2 separate regions of the Hordeum vulgare genome follow, and region 2 is linked to region 1. Evidence: chromatin contacts called from public Hi-C data. All regions are on one chromosome and are shown on one strand. Each heading gives the region's core, a stretch centred on a gene start, on an enhancer-like site or on the middle of the called end of the contact. The rest is flanking DNA. Distances are from core to core; before and after follow the strand shown.

Region 1 (6,720 bases), core at 2,449-4,948:
AATCCATTGTGGCGAAGCTTTGTGGTGTTGTTGGGAGCATCCAATTAAGTGGTGGAGATTGGCCCAACCTTGTTCGTACGAGTTCGGTGACCATCCTCAAGGGTCCCTTAGTGGAATCACGACATCATGCATTGTGCGAGGCGTGAGGAGATTACAGTGGCCCTAGTGGCTTCTTGGGGAGCATTTTGGCTCCACACGGCTCCAAACGGAGATTAGCATCCGCAAGGGTGTGAACTTCGGGATACATCGTCGTCTCCGCGTGCCTCGGCTATCTCTTACCTGAGCCCATTACTTATGTACTTTACTTTGTGATAGCCATATTGTTTCTTGTTATATATCTTGTTATCACTTAGTTGTTTATCTTGCTTAGCATAAGTTGTTGATGCACATACGTGAGCCTAGTTGCTTTAGGTTTTGTGTTTGTTTAATTAAACGTTAGTTTTATTCCTCATTTGTTCAAGCCTAGACCGTAATTATTTTAAAACGCCTATTCACCCCCTCTAGGCAACATCCACGTCCTTTCACCAGGTTCAAACATCAAATAGGGAACATCGACGAGAGGATAGTATGGAGCATGCAAAAATGCCCAGGAGTCGCTTGCAAAAGTCAAGAGAGAGAAAGAGAACTATCCCATGCAAAGCTTTTTTGGGAGTTTTTTAAGAGGTATTTCCCCAAAGATACATGCAAGTTGAGGAAGAGCGTGCAAAGTTTAGTGGAGAAACATCCAGTTCTTTGAGTTGACCGATGAGGAGAGTACATCACATGACCTGACAAACCTGTCCAGAACAGTGACCCAGATAAGGATTACATATGTTGCAAATGATCTACGGTTCGAGACACTACCACATGAATCTTAGCGGCCCAAGACGGATAGGATAACCGGGGTCGGGACCCCCGGGGGTAGCCATAAAACGTACTCATAATGTATAGAGTTGACATTATAGATATCAATGATTTTCTCGTAAACTTGATCAAAGTTTGTAGAGTTTGAATTTAAAAATTATAGGCACTGTATGATAAGGGAGTACTAGTATAGTTTTGAACAACAATAAAAATCTTGTGATCGTGGCTTTGTTGAAACGACTATGAATGCCACACGGCGATTTGTTTTACATTAGAGGGTCTCTTTGAATACAAAGATTTAAAAAAGCAGAACCGAAGAAAAACATGAAGATGTCTTTTGATTCAAAGGAAATACTTATAGTTCATAGAGAATCTACTAATTATGATTGAATTTTGTACAGAAAATAGTTGAGAAAGAGAGTTATCAAACCGGGATGAAAACCACGCCACATTCTCCACTTTGACAGTTGATGCGTCTTTTGTTCAATAAATCAAAAGTCCGGTACCAAATGTGACCAACACGACAAGTTGAGGAGCAAAGATCACAGTGTTCTTTTTCTTCCCACGGTTGTACTTTCCACACAATTCTAATTTCAAGCATCTCAGATTCTATAATTCAAATATCGGAAATGAATTTAAACTACAGTGCAAAGATATCAAAATTGCTGACATGCTAAACCATTAAGTTCTGATTATATTATAAACAGTACCAGCGATACACAGCCAACAAGAAGTCCAGCTAATTGTGTTCTAGGAAAAAAGAATTCCAGTCACCAAGCCTGCCACAGTACAGCTAATCAACCTGCTGATTCTTCTTCTGTTCCAGTAAACTAAATGAACAACTCTCGGATTCAGACACAAGATCACAACTTACGCGCATCCGGTGACATCAGATATTTTTTCAGATTGCAGTAACCATCTATGTTTCTGGTGCTTCAGAGTGTGCATCAGCGGGTTTCGTAAGACGCGGTAACAGCGAAACTCTGTTTTCATTCTGGCACCGCCTGGGACAGCAATGGCACAAGTACAGGCTATTGACTGGCGCACAACTTGTGAAGAACAGGAACTTGATGTCCAGGCAGACTCTATTTATGGTGCATAGAAGCTGTATTAGCCTACTGGCACAATCTTCGCCTTTCAAACAGTAGAACTCGATGACCTTGAGAGTTTTAGCCATCTCAAGCATAAAGGTCAGCAAGCTCCACTGGCACATTTGCCCTCCGAAATTCTCAAACACCAATTTGCTGAGGGAATGTTCGATGCACTGGATAGAAGATGTCGTCTCCCATGATTCAGGAGTAACCTGATGCGAAATTGATCGACTGTCTGCCTGCAAACGCCGAACGTGATTAACAGATGATGCATGGTAGAGCTAGCGTAGGTTGGTGGTTATGGAGAGTTGCGCTACAATGGTTACCTCGAGATGGAGCGTCTCAAGACATGGGAAGCATTTGAGCAACTGAGCAACGAAGATGGTATGCCCCTTCTCTGAGAATGGCACTTGGATGGCCAACGTCTTCACGCTGCACATCAGGGTAGTAGTGGACTTCAAGATGCCTCCCTGCAATATGGATGCACATCATAACATAGGAATGAAACGTAGTTTCAGAGCAATAGCGTCCGTGTGTTAGCGGCAAAAAACAGAAGAAAAAGGCAAAGCATTTACATCGAAAACGGTATCACGCAGGACGAGAGGCCGGACGTTCTTCCCCAAGTATCCCAGCACCTGCAGCTTGGGGGCGGAAACAATTTTCACCGTCGCTCTGCTGCTCGGCAGATGGATGCCCACCAGTTCTTCAAGGCTCGGGGCGTCCTCGACAACGAGCTCACTCATGTTAGCGAAGTCGCCGTGCAGACATACCAGGCTCTTGGACCGGAGACGGATTTGCTTGACCCCGGTGATGTTCTTGAGCTTCGCGCACTCCAGGGATGGGCAATGAGCAAGCATCGCCTGCAGGGCGTCCTGGGAGGTCCGGACATTGGACAGACGGAGCGTCTGGAGGGCGGGTAGGCGCAGCGCGCCCACCTCCGCGTCCCCAGGAAGGTCGCAGAAGCATACCCTTAGGGTTTCCAGGGAGGCGAGCTGGAGGAGCGACGCTGGCAGGGTCGGCTTCGGGGCTGTGTACAACATGTCGACGTCGATTTCTCGGACACCGCAGGCCGCGAGGACGGGGAACCAGCCGCTGACGACGGCCATGCGACTCACGAATCCCTGCCCATACATCACGAAGCGGAAGCTGCGGATGCGGATGTGGCGGCGCGAGGCGAGGATGGAGTCGACGGCGCGGATGAACCAGTCGCACCCGCGGCCCGCCTCCGGCGGGAACGGCTGGCACGCGTCGAAGTCCAGGAGATACTGGTCGAACAGGCGGGGCCACCGCGAGGAGAGCGTCATCGAACGGGCGGCGTCGCGGAGCGGGAGATACGAGAGGATGCACAGCAGGATCGCGTCCGGGAGTTCGCCGATGCGATCCCCGCAGTCCTGGGCCGCCGCGACGCCGTCGCCGGACCCCGCGCGGGAGCGTTTGGCCGCGGCGCGATCGAATTTCCCGTCGGTGTCCACGCTCGGGGTCGGGGAGAGCGGCGGGGGCTCGCCATCTCCGGCGCGCCGCCTGCGCCCGCGCCTCGCCGCCCTGGCCGCCCTGGCGTCCAACCCCTCGTCGGAGCGCAGCGGGGAGTCGGCGGGGTAGGGGGGCGGGCGATCCGACGACACGATCTGACCTCGTTGCGACGAGGTCGTGGAGGCGGTAGCGGGGGAGTGGACGCAGCACATGCCTACTCCTGCTCGATCGGATGGAGAGTTCTGGAAGAAGTGCTGGGTCCTCCGTCCGGAAGCAATTGCCAATTTGTTGTCCGTTCGCTGGATCCGGATCCTCACTGCGTTGGTATTGGTAACGGTTTCTGTCTGGCAGGATCCTGCTGTCAGGTCCAATCCACGCCGTCCATCTGAAACCAACGGTTGGATCTTGCAGTCTCACAGCGGACCTCCACCTACCCACGCCGTCCATGAAGTTGAGGGCAGCCTCTGTTGCAGCCCAACTACCTTCCGACATTGCTGACTTCTTGGTTCGTCACCGAACTACTGCATATTATTGTATTTTAGTAAAAAAATTGCAAAATACTTATTGTCAAATATCTGTTTGACTTATAGCAAAGAAAAAAAAAATGCGTTTACTATCTTCGAACATATCTCAAACCTCCTCCCCCTACTTTGTCCTTTTCAGTCTCTCCGCACCCCCTCCTTGGCTTAAGATAATCCTCAATCAAATAAATATTTTTTTTGTCATAGCTTGTCATTCATTGATTTAATCAATTCTTACCATAATCAATTCTTGCATTAACTCAACAAAATAAAATAAAATCTTATCAAAACCCGAAAAAACGTTCCTTTCCTTTCCCTACCTATATCCAAATCAAATCTTACCAAACTTCAACTAAATCAAAAAATTACATGCTTTCCCTACGCATACATAGAACAAATCTTACCAAAATCTACTCCCTCCGTTCCTAAATATAAGACATTTTAAAGATTGCACTATGAATTAGATATGGATGTACATAGACATATTTTAAAGTGTATATTCACTCATTTTGCTCCGTATGTAGTCTTTTAGTGGAATCTTTAAAATGTCTTATATTTAGGAACGAGGGAGTAGAAGACATAAACGCACTGTTGGTCACATAACTCTCACGAGGTGAATATTTTAGTCGCACATATTTGGAAATGTTGTACTCCCTCCGATGCACATTTCAATGACATAGAAAAGAAAAGAAAAATACCCACACAAATCTCCGCGTAACATCAATGACATAGGGCTTAGATGTGCGATACTTATGACACATCTAGATGTGTATTAGCAAAACTGTATTTCAATGTTAGATACACCCGTTTAAGCGACATGTAATATGGATCTGATGGAGTAAAATGGTCACACAACTCTGTTTTATGAGCAAATTGGTCACATATTGGTTTTAGGTGCTGAGCTGGCTTGCTGACTAGTCTATACTTTTGCAAGTAGGTCCTTGATTATATGTCTGGAGGCGTTTTTGCAATCCATCGTGTTCACGGGAATAACCCGGGTGAGGCATTCCCTTAAATACCTTATAGTCACTCTCCCGCACCCGAGCCGCCGTACCTCCATGCCGGGATCACCCCTCCCCTCGCCACCGAGCCCCATGACGCATGAACGATGCACACCTATGTGTGCACCCGCACAGCCGGTCTAGCGCACGTCACTACCTCAAACCAAGCACTCCTGCTCGACAAGCGACATGTCAAAGAGTGATGCCATCATGTTTTCTCCTTCATCTCTAATTCCAGCCATATGATATTTGCGAGTATGAGGTACGGGTATGAGCTTACAACCATGTATTTGCGCTGGGATCAAAAGTGATATTAGTTTGTGCTCAGGAATTCACCCATCAAGAGTTGCTTGTTTCGTATTAGTGTAGGGAATGTGTCCAAATAACATCTTGACCGATACGCGTCCCGCATAAGGAATCAATTGTCCTACCGAAGGCCCTAACCGTCTCGCGGGATTGCCCCGATAATTAAGATAATAATATTAGACAAAATCATTTGGTGTTTAATGACTACACCTCATGAACCCCCAACGATAAGATCCATGTTAACCTACTAAACCTTACTGTCACCAGTGTTCGGTATAACACTTCATGATCCCCTTGCTCCTAGCCTCATTGGTGCTCGATCTCCATGATCTTGGGTACTCGTAGGGATGAATATCGTGGACAAAACAAGAGATACTTCCCGAAACAATTTTATTTCACACACACGAGACGTTATGTCAAAGACTTCCATTAATCCCCTCAACAAATACCTAGGGTTGCAAGTGTTACAACATATTTCTCCATGTGTGGTTTTGGTAATTGATGACAATCCCTATGGACTAATGGTTGCCTTGAGTTATATTCGAAGGGTTTGTCCATAGGCACTTCTTGAAGTCCATCTGTTGGTTTCAAGGAGTTTATAAGGTCACCAAGGTGGTATTCAAGGTTTTATCCAAAGATTGGTCATGTGAGAGTTGAGCTGATTGCAAGCATGTCTTCAAGAAGAAGATTGTGTGAACATTCATGTTTACCTTCAATACATCATCTTTATGACGAGAGAAGATAAGATACAAGGTTTATCAAGACTAAGTCAAAGAGCGGATCAAGTTGATCGACACACAAATTATACAAGATGCACCGAGAGGAACCAAGTGATCCGATGGTATGGTAAGCATTGTCAATTACGCTTTGTGTACTAACCCATGGTCTACGTGAGAGTTCTATGTGGGGTTAGGTATGTTTCCATGGGCTTGTGTCAAGGGAAAGATCTGATACAACCCATGGAGGATGACATCAAGTGGTGATCGTCGTCAAGATTGCTGTGTACAAGTTCATGTGGAGCATCACAAAAATATCATGCTTGAAGCTTGTCGTCCATTGTGGTGAAAATAGGCTTGTGAAGATGTGTCGAAGAGTGGCTCACCCATAGATAGTTTGGGGGAGAAATAAACTAGTCTTCATCGAGCCAACACAATCGAGAAAGGTGGTCCATCTTGAGGAAGTCAAGATCGTCATCATCTAGCTCAAGTGGACTATGTGCAAGGTATAGGTTTACCCTTGATAGGTTTTCTATTTTTTCGGTCTCATAGTAGTAGTTGGGAGATCAGGTTATATGATCGATTTCCCTACTATCAAGGGGGATCTCAAGTGAGTATCTTGATCACATCGTTTGTTAAGAGCTCAAACCATTTGCATCCTTACATCATCTTTCTTGGTTCTTGTTTGGTGTTTCACTATGTGAGTTTTAGACCTTATGGTCATCTTCATACAAACTCGAGTTCATTGAAAACAGAGTCCACATGCATCTTC
Region 2 (6,720 bases), core at 2,947-5,446, 230 kb after region 1:
CAGAGGGAGTAGTTCTAACAGCATGTGGAGCGTATTTCCCGCAAAAAAAAGCATGCAGAGTGTATGTATCTAAAATGGAATTGTGTGTCTTGAAGGCACGATGACAAATGAAATGGGTGATTCCAAGACTTTTGTTTAGTTTGATTTCATTCTTTTCTGGCTGCTTGTATCGCTCAGAGATTGGGGATTTTTATTTTCTTTTGAAAAGAAGTCCGCTATTTTTGAATATATTTGTGAACGATTCCTCACGATGCGGCTATGGGTCCCATTCCTTACACTGTTCTCAAAAGTGGAGGCAGTGAAGATGCCAAGTCAGCCTAGCCAGACATAATCATTGTTCTCAAACTCCACATCAATTTTTTATTTTGACAAATCCCATCCCTATCACGACTACCACCACCACCAGTTTGTTCTAGGTTCTCAACCAGGAGCCTAGGACACACAACTTTCTTTGTTGAAATCTGAAGCATGAATGTATAGCCCCTACATTATCCAATCTTCTCAAATTTAGCAAGGAGATGAAATCGCACTACTCTTAAAATGAGATGTTTTGTAGTCCCTTCATAAACTAATATAAAAACATTTAAATTATTAAAATAATAATTTAAATGTTTTTATATTTTAGTTTATATAAAGAAGTACTTCGTACTTCACATCTGATACTAGGGAAGACACCGTGAATGTATCATTCTATTTACAAAGTTATCCTCTATAGGTAGAATCATTCGTTTGAACATCAACTAATTTCGGACGGAGGAAATACATAATTAGAGGACGTAATTACACAAGATCATCACGACCTGCCACGGAAGTAAGTCTATTAAGTTCACGAAACGTAGAAGTCGAGAGTATCCACGCAAATACGAATATCAGCAAGGTCGATGCTGCAAATAAGAAGAGTGGCGAAAAATCGCGGGAGAAGTGTGGCGGAGGAAAACCGTAATAACGCAGCCTGCCAGGAAAACGCAGAAAAACAGAGCAAGCAAATCCCCACCGCCACCGGATCCGGCCGACCTTCTCCTCTCTCCCTCCCTCGCACCGAAGCGCGATCGAGCATTCTCCACCCGATGGCTCCTCTCCTCTCACCGCCGCTGCTCGCCGACTTGGTGGCCAAGTCCCATTCCTCTTCCACGGCCGTCCGCTGCTCCGGCAGTGTCCGGCGATGGGCAGTCGCGGGGCCTGCCGGCGCCGGGAGGAGAGACCGCCACCGGAGACGGAGGACGTGGGGGAGGAGGGGCTTCAGGGTGTCCGCGGTGGCCACGGAGCCCCGCAGCCCGGAGGGGGGCGCCGCCGAAGATTACTACGCCGTTCTTGGCGTCGTAAGTGCTTCAGCTTCTTCTGAAGCACTCGTTCGCACCCTTGTGGAAAAACAGTACTCTTTCTTTCCCCTTCTACCGAGCTGCTAATGATTCTTCCATGTTTTCAGATGCCGGATGCAACGCCTCAGCAGATCAAGAAAGCGTACTACAATTGCATGAAAGCTTGCCATCCAGATCTCAGCGGGAACGACCCCGATGTGACTAACTTCTGCATGTTCATCAACGAGGTTTACACGGTAAAATCCTGAGAAATGAAAATCGGATGCTCTTTTTTCAGGGAGATTTGCGTTGCAATCTAATCTATGAAGTTAACATGAGCAAGGGATGAACAGGTACTTACGGACCCCATCCAGCGAGCGGTGTATGATGAGATCAATGGATATACTGCAACAGCAACCAACCCCTTCTTGGATGATGCACCCAGGGATCATGTGTTTGTCGATGAATTTAGCTGCATAGGTACTACTACTACTGATGGCTATAACCTGATCAGGAGTTACTGCTAGATTATCTAAACTGGGTTCTTATTTAAGTTCTGCTGTCTGCTCACATCTATGCAGGATGTAAAAACTGTGCTAACGTGTGTTCCAAGGTTTTCGAAATTGAGGAGGACTATGGGCGTGCAAGAGTTTACAATCAATCAGGAAATGAAGAGCTAATTCAAGAAGCCATTGACAGTTGGTGAGGCCCTTGTCTGGATTATTTGATTTGTATCTGTCCACTGCCGTAACAAACCTACTGAATGTGTATGCTGCCATTTGTGCCAAACAGTATGAGTGTTTTTTTATTTTCATTTAGGAGTTTGTGGCTGCCAATACTAATGCTCATAAACCTCTAAACTTTGTGTATCCAGTCCGGTTGACTGCATCCACTGGACTTCAGCTGCACAAGTTACACTCCTCGAGGATGAAATGCGCAGAGTTGAGAGAGTGAATGTAAGGAATTTCTGCAGTTGGTTAATATGATATCACTCTGCTGTTTTCTAACATACTCCGTAGTAGATTACCCTACCTTGTAATATCATATGATTTGTTTCTCATTTGAGCAGGTTGCATTGATGCTTTCTGGGATGGGGAGTTCATTTGATGTGTTCCGGATGGTAATATCTTTACTCATGTATTACATTTATCTCTGCTTACTTTCTCGTGTGATGATGGATGGGCTGTATGCAATTCATCATAAAAATTAATGTACATATTTCTAAATACGTCCACCTTCTAAAGTTTATTACAGTACTCTATGCAGTTTAAACCACAGTCTATGTAGATCTTTTTTTTCGTGATGAAGTTTATGTAGCTCTTAACATGTTCTGTTATCTTTCCTGCTGTCAGGCAAGTACGCGCTGGGAGAAAAGACAAGCAAAAGTCTTGGTATAATTCTCTGTTCTATACATTATTTCTTTATATCTACATACGAAATCCAGTTTGGGAATGTTAGAATCATAAGCTTTTTATTTTCTTCACACATGAACTGCATGTGTGTTGTCCTGAACATCTGCGCAATGTCCTGCAGAATAAGGTCAGAATGCGGATGAGCCAAGATGATTCTAACAAGGGAAGTTCATGGAGTGATATATGGGGGTCACCGACAAGATACCAAAAGAACGGTAAAGCTAGCATATTTTGCCATTTGCCAGTTGCTCAGATCATTTGGGCTCCCATCCTTTGCCTATCTGTGTTCTAATAATCCTGTTTACATGTTAAACAGATGAGGACACAAAGGAAAGAGTGAAGCGAGCGGCTGCGGCCGCAAGGAGGTGGCGAGAATACTCGAGGAAAGGTGCAGACAGGCCTCCTACATTCAAACTTCCGGAGGCAGCGTCCAACCAGGAGTGAGAACACGGTCGTTACACATCAAATGCGTGGTTCTATGAAGCTTTAGTTAACCCTCCATGTATATATAGTCTAATTATTTGAGGAGAGCTGCATAGCATTTGCTCTCCCGCCCTCGATTCGACGTGTTAGCAGTATCTCTAAATCATGTTCTAGAGTTGGTTGATGATGATCTGTAAATCACCCATAGGATGCAGATCCCAGGTGTAAAACAAGTGTACAAAAGACAGCAGCCCCTGGCTACTCCCACAACGTGTAAAAGTAAAGAAACTTCTTCAAATTTCGATGTGGAATTGTGCATTTTCCATTTTCTGCACAGATTCACAGTTGGCAGATCGAGATTTTTTTTCGAAAAGGAGGCATCGCCCCGGCCTCTGCATCGAGTAATGCATGCAGCCATTGGCAGATCGAGATGTGCAGGAGATTAGATATAATGTGAAACTTAGAAGCTAGGCGAGGTGTATTTATTCAGGTATATGTGGAGGCAAAACAGTGGGAACATCGTACCAAATTCCAAGACTCTGAACTGGTCGAGCGCCTTTTATCTGACGGAGCAAGCAACGGCATGGGCCCACGACCTGAGATGGGCCTTCATGGCGACACCCTCGCCGGGGGCGGGAGGGGGTACCGGCGAGCACCGTGTCGGCGCCGCGATGACGAGCGTCTCCCGCCACTGCTCCTCCTGCCATGCCTCGATGCGCTCCTCGAGCGCCCTGCTTCTCGGATCTGCTCTTCTCGCTCCCAGCGTCACCTCGCCGTCGACGCAATTGGGGTGTTGGTCTTGCCTCCTGGGCGGCTTCAGCTCCTCCGAGCACTGCTTGAAGCGCGGCCGCCGGTGGAGGACGCTGGAGTGGAACCAGAGCGAGTCTAGGCTTGCAAAGATCTCGTCGCCCTCCATTTCTTCTACGGAGTAGCTTCTTGTTTGCTATTGCTACAGGCGGCCGGGGTGGAGTGGAATTTGGAGGCGACGGGATTTTGGGGCTTGGTGTTCGGCCATGTCTGAAGTTTGGAGTGGGGCTGGGGTGGGGGAGAGCTTTTAGTTCGTCCGGCCGGGTGTAACGGCTCGGTGCTTCTCGTCACTGAATGACCGAAAAGTCTACGTTTTGCACAGGTCAGCTTGCTTTCCGCTGGAAATGATGGATGGGCTTGGACGAGCCAATGGACACTGGACCCCTTCCCAGCTGCCGACCACACATGCCTTTTGTCTTTTTGGCGAATGACTACACCTTTTTTTAGGAACACTAGACCTATTATTTTAGTATAGGAGAAAAGTGCACTTTAGAACATCTCCAAAAGCGAAAAATGGAATTTTATCGCGCGAGCGACCGAATCGGCAACTCCAGCACACGCGTAAAAATCGCGTGCCCGTTAAAAACCAACCCACGCCGAATAGAACGTCATCGTGCTTTGTTTTTTCGGACGTGTGCTATCGCACGCGCGACAGAAAGAAATCGCGCGCGAAGCGAGCAACCGCCGCTGAACTCTCCGCTCGCGCCTGCTTTTGCCTCGCCCCGCATCGTCGTCGGCGACTTCCAGCCATGGACGGGTGCTCCGACATTCCCCTAACCCCCTACACGCGCGACCTCGTCGTCGCCACCGCCGCAAACCCTAGCACGGGCTTCACCTCCCTCGCCACCGCCGACGTCGTTGCGACTCCGAAATCCGGCCTCGCGTGCGGGCTCATCGTGCCGCCCCACACGAGGGCGCAGGGTGGCGTCGCGTCGCCGGCGGCTGCGCCACGGAGCTTCGCCTCCAAACGAACCACAGCGGCCACCGCGACCGCAATGGCGATGATGTCCCAAAAGAAGAGGAAAGCGGTGAAGAAGAAGAAGGCGGGAGTGAGGCTGGCCACGCCTCCATCGCCCGAAGCGCCGGAAACCTCACAAATTGTTGCGCCGACGGCCCATGCACACATAGTGCTCGATGAAATGCTCACAAGGTATAATTTTTGTTTTTGATTTGTTGTTGTTGACAGATGTGCACATATGTAGATTGATTTAGTTTTCCTATGTCATATTACTTTGTAGTTTTCATGATGACGCATATATGTCGACTATGGGTGTTGACTCCAACAATTGGTCTCAAACCAATGAAGTAGATGTCGGGACCCCGATCCTAAGCCATAGGAATCCAGACTGTAACACATCGCATCCCTTTGCGGTCTCACGCACGGTTAACCCCACGGCTGCCACCTTACCTTAGCCGGGACCGTTTGCGCCTTTTGACTTACGTATGCAATTGTGTCGCTAGCATTCCAATGTCAAAGAACCCGGGTCGACATAACTAGTCATAAACTCAAGTGGCTCAACTGTAAAGAGACATGCATACATAACCCAACAAAGCAGGTGTCGGTCATCAGCGAGCGTAGACGAGTCGTAGCAAGCTACAAGGACTCCATTACACCGCGTGACTTTTCCCCGTAGGGACAGACACATCAGCTAAGAAGGATACATGCCGGTCAACCAATGTGTCTGGAGCAGTAGCGAACTACCAAGGCTCGATGGAAACACTAAGGGGAATTTCTCTGTATAGAGAGCTACTAAGGGCATACGACTAGGTGTCGAATCCCATACATATCACAGTGCATCACACGTACGCATGACATACTTGATATACATAGATACAACAATGACATCACAACATAAGCACACAACATCACACCATTTATTTAGAAGACTCGGAAGAGTCTTACATAATAAGTTCATACACGTAGGGGTCACACGACCCGACACTCAAGTCATACAAGCAAAGTCATACAAACCAAGTGGAAGCATTAAAGTTGTCTCAGTACAGACAGTTGAAAGGAAAAGGCATAAAACCTGACTATCTAAATATCCCTTCTGAAAGGGGTCAGGTCGTAGCTGGGACACCAGCTACTCGTCATCATCGAGGTCTAGATAGAACCCACCTGTTGGCTCGTGGGTATCTTCTGCAACATTTATTAAACAAACATTAGTACAAAGGTACTCATCAAGACTTTAGAACAGACCTATCTACTCATGCACATGTATCAACAAAGGGGGTTGTGGGGTTTCATGCAGCAAGCCAGCTTTGACTCTTGGCTAGACTAAACTACAAATTTTAAATAGTTTTAAACAACTTTGATAAGTCGTACACGAGTCCACTACCACCACAACAATACACTATCATGGACTCCTTTCCGTCTCCCTACGGAAATGACATACATGATACTCACACTTATCTTGATACTTTTATGAACAACATATGTCTATGAACAACATATGCCATTAAAGTAATCTATGAACAACATATGTCTTCAAGTAGTCCATATCCGCGGACGCGGCTATTCAAATAGATCATAACACTGTAGGGGTGTACTTCTTCACACATGCTCTCGCCACTTATCGCCATGTGCACGTCATGCACCTCGACAACCTTCAAGCCAAAGCCCAGCGAGGGAGTCGGCCACGACCGTTAACCTCGCTAATACCTAGTCCAGGTTTATCGCCTATTTGAGAGTGAACCCGCACGGAAGTCTGGCTGAGGTTTCCACTGCGGCCCCAAACGATGTGCGCAGGGTTCCCAAGCCCACCATCCGGGTGCCACTT

The links. A called contact is a pair of places that touch in the nucleus more often than the background predicts.
Region 2: a contact with region 1 is called in a Hi-C map of seedling, with 3 times the contacts expected there. The contact joins the promoter of LOC123444339 here to the promoter of LOC123440202 in region 1. A contact is called at or near these places in 4 of 6 Hi-C or Micro-C datasets (leaf and seedling) and 1 of 1 datasets of contacts at active chromatin or transcription factors (embryo).

Annotation. Positions count from the first base shown.
Region 1 is chr3H:472,269,752-472,276,471 of MorexV3_pseudomolecules_assembly, forward strand. LOC123440202 (FBD-associated F-box protein At4g10400-like) reads right to left here and starts at 3,699. Exons shown (of 3, transcript XM_045116771.1): 1 at 2,510-3,699; 2 at 2,261-2,404; 3 at 1,518-2,173. The coding sequence starts at 3,616. The coding sequence ends at 1,763.
Region 2 is chr3H:472,498,979-472,505,698 of MorexV3_pseudomolecules_assembly, forward strand. It overlaps LOC123444339, which reads right to left and starts at 4,197. Exons shown (of 1, transcript XM_045121026.1): 1 at 3,583-4,197. The coding sequence starts at 4,049. The coding sequence ends at 3,693. It overlaps LOC123444338, which reads left to right and starts at 738. Exons shown (of 9, transcript XM_045121025.1): 1 at 738-1,319; 2 at 1,427-1,555; 3 at 1,652-1,778; 4 at 1,880-2,000; 5 at 2,173-2,254; 6 at 2,368-2,418; 7 at 2,651-2,689; 8 at 2,832-2,925; 9 at 3,027-3,437. The coding sequence starts at 882. The coding sequence ends at 3,154.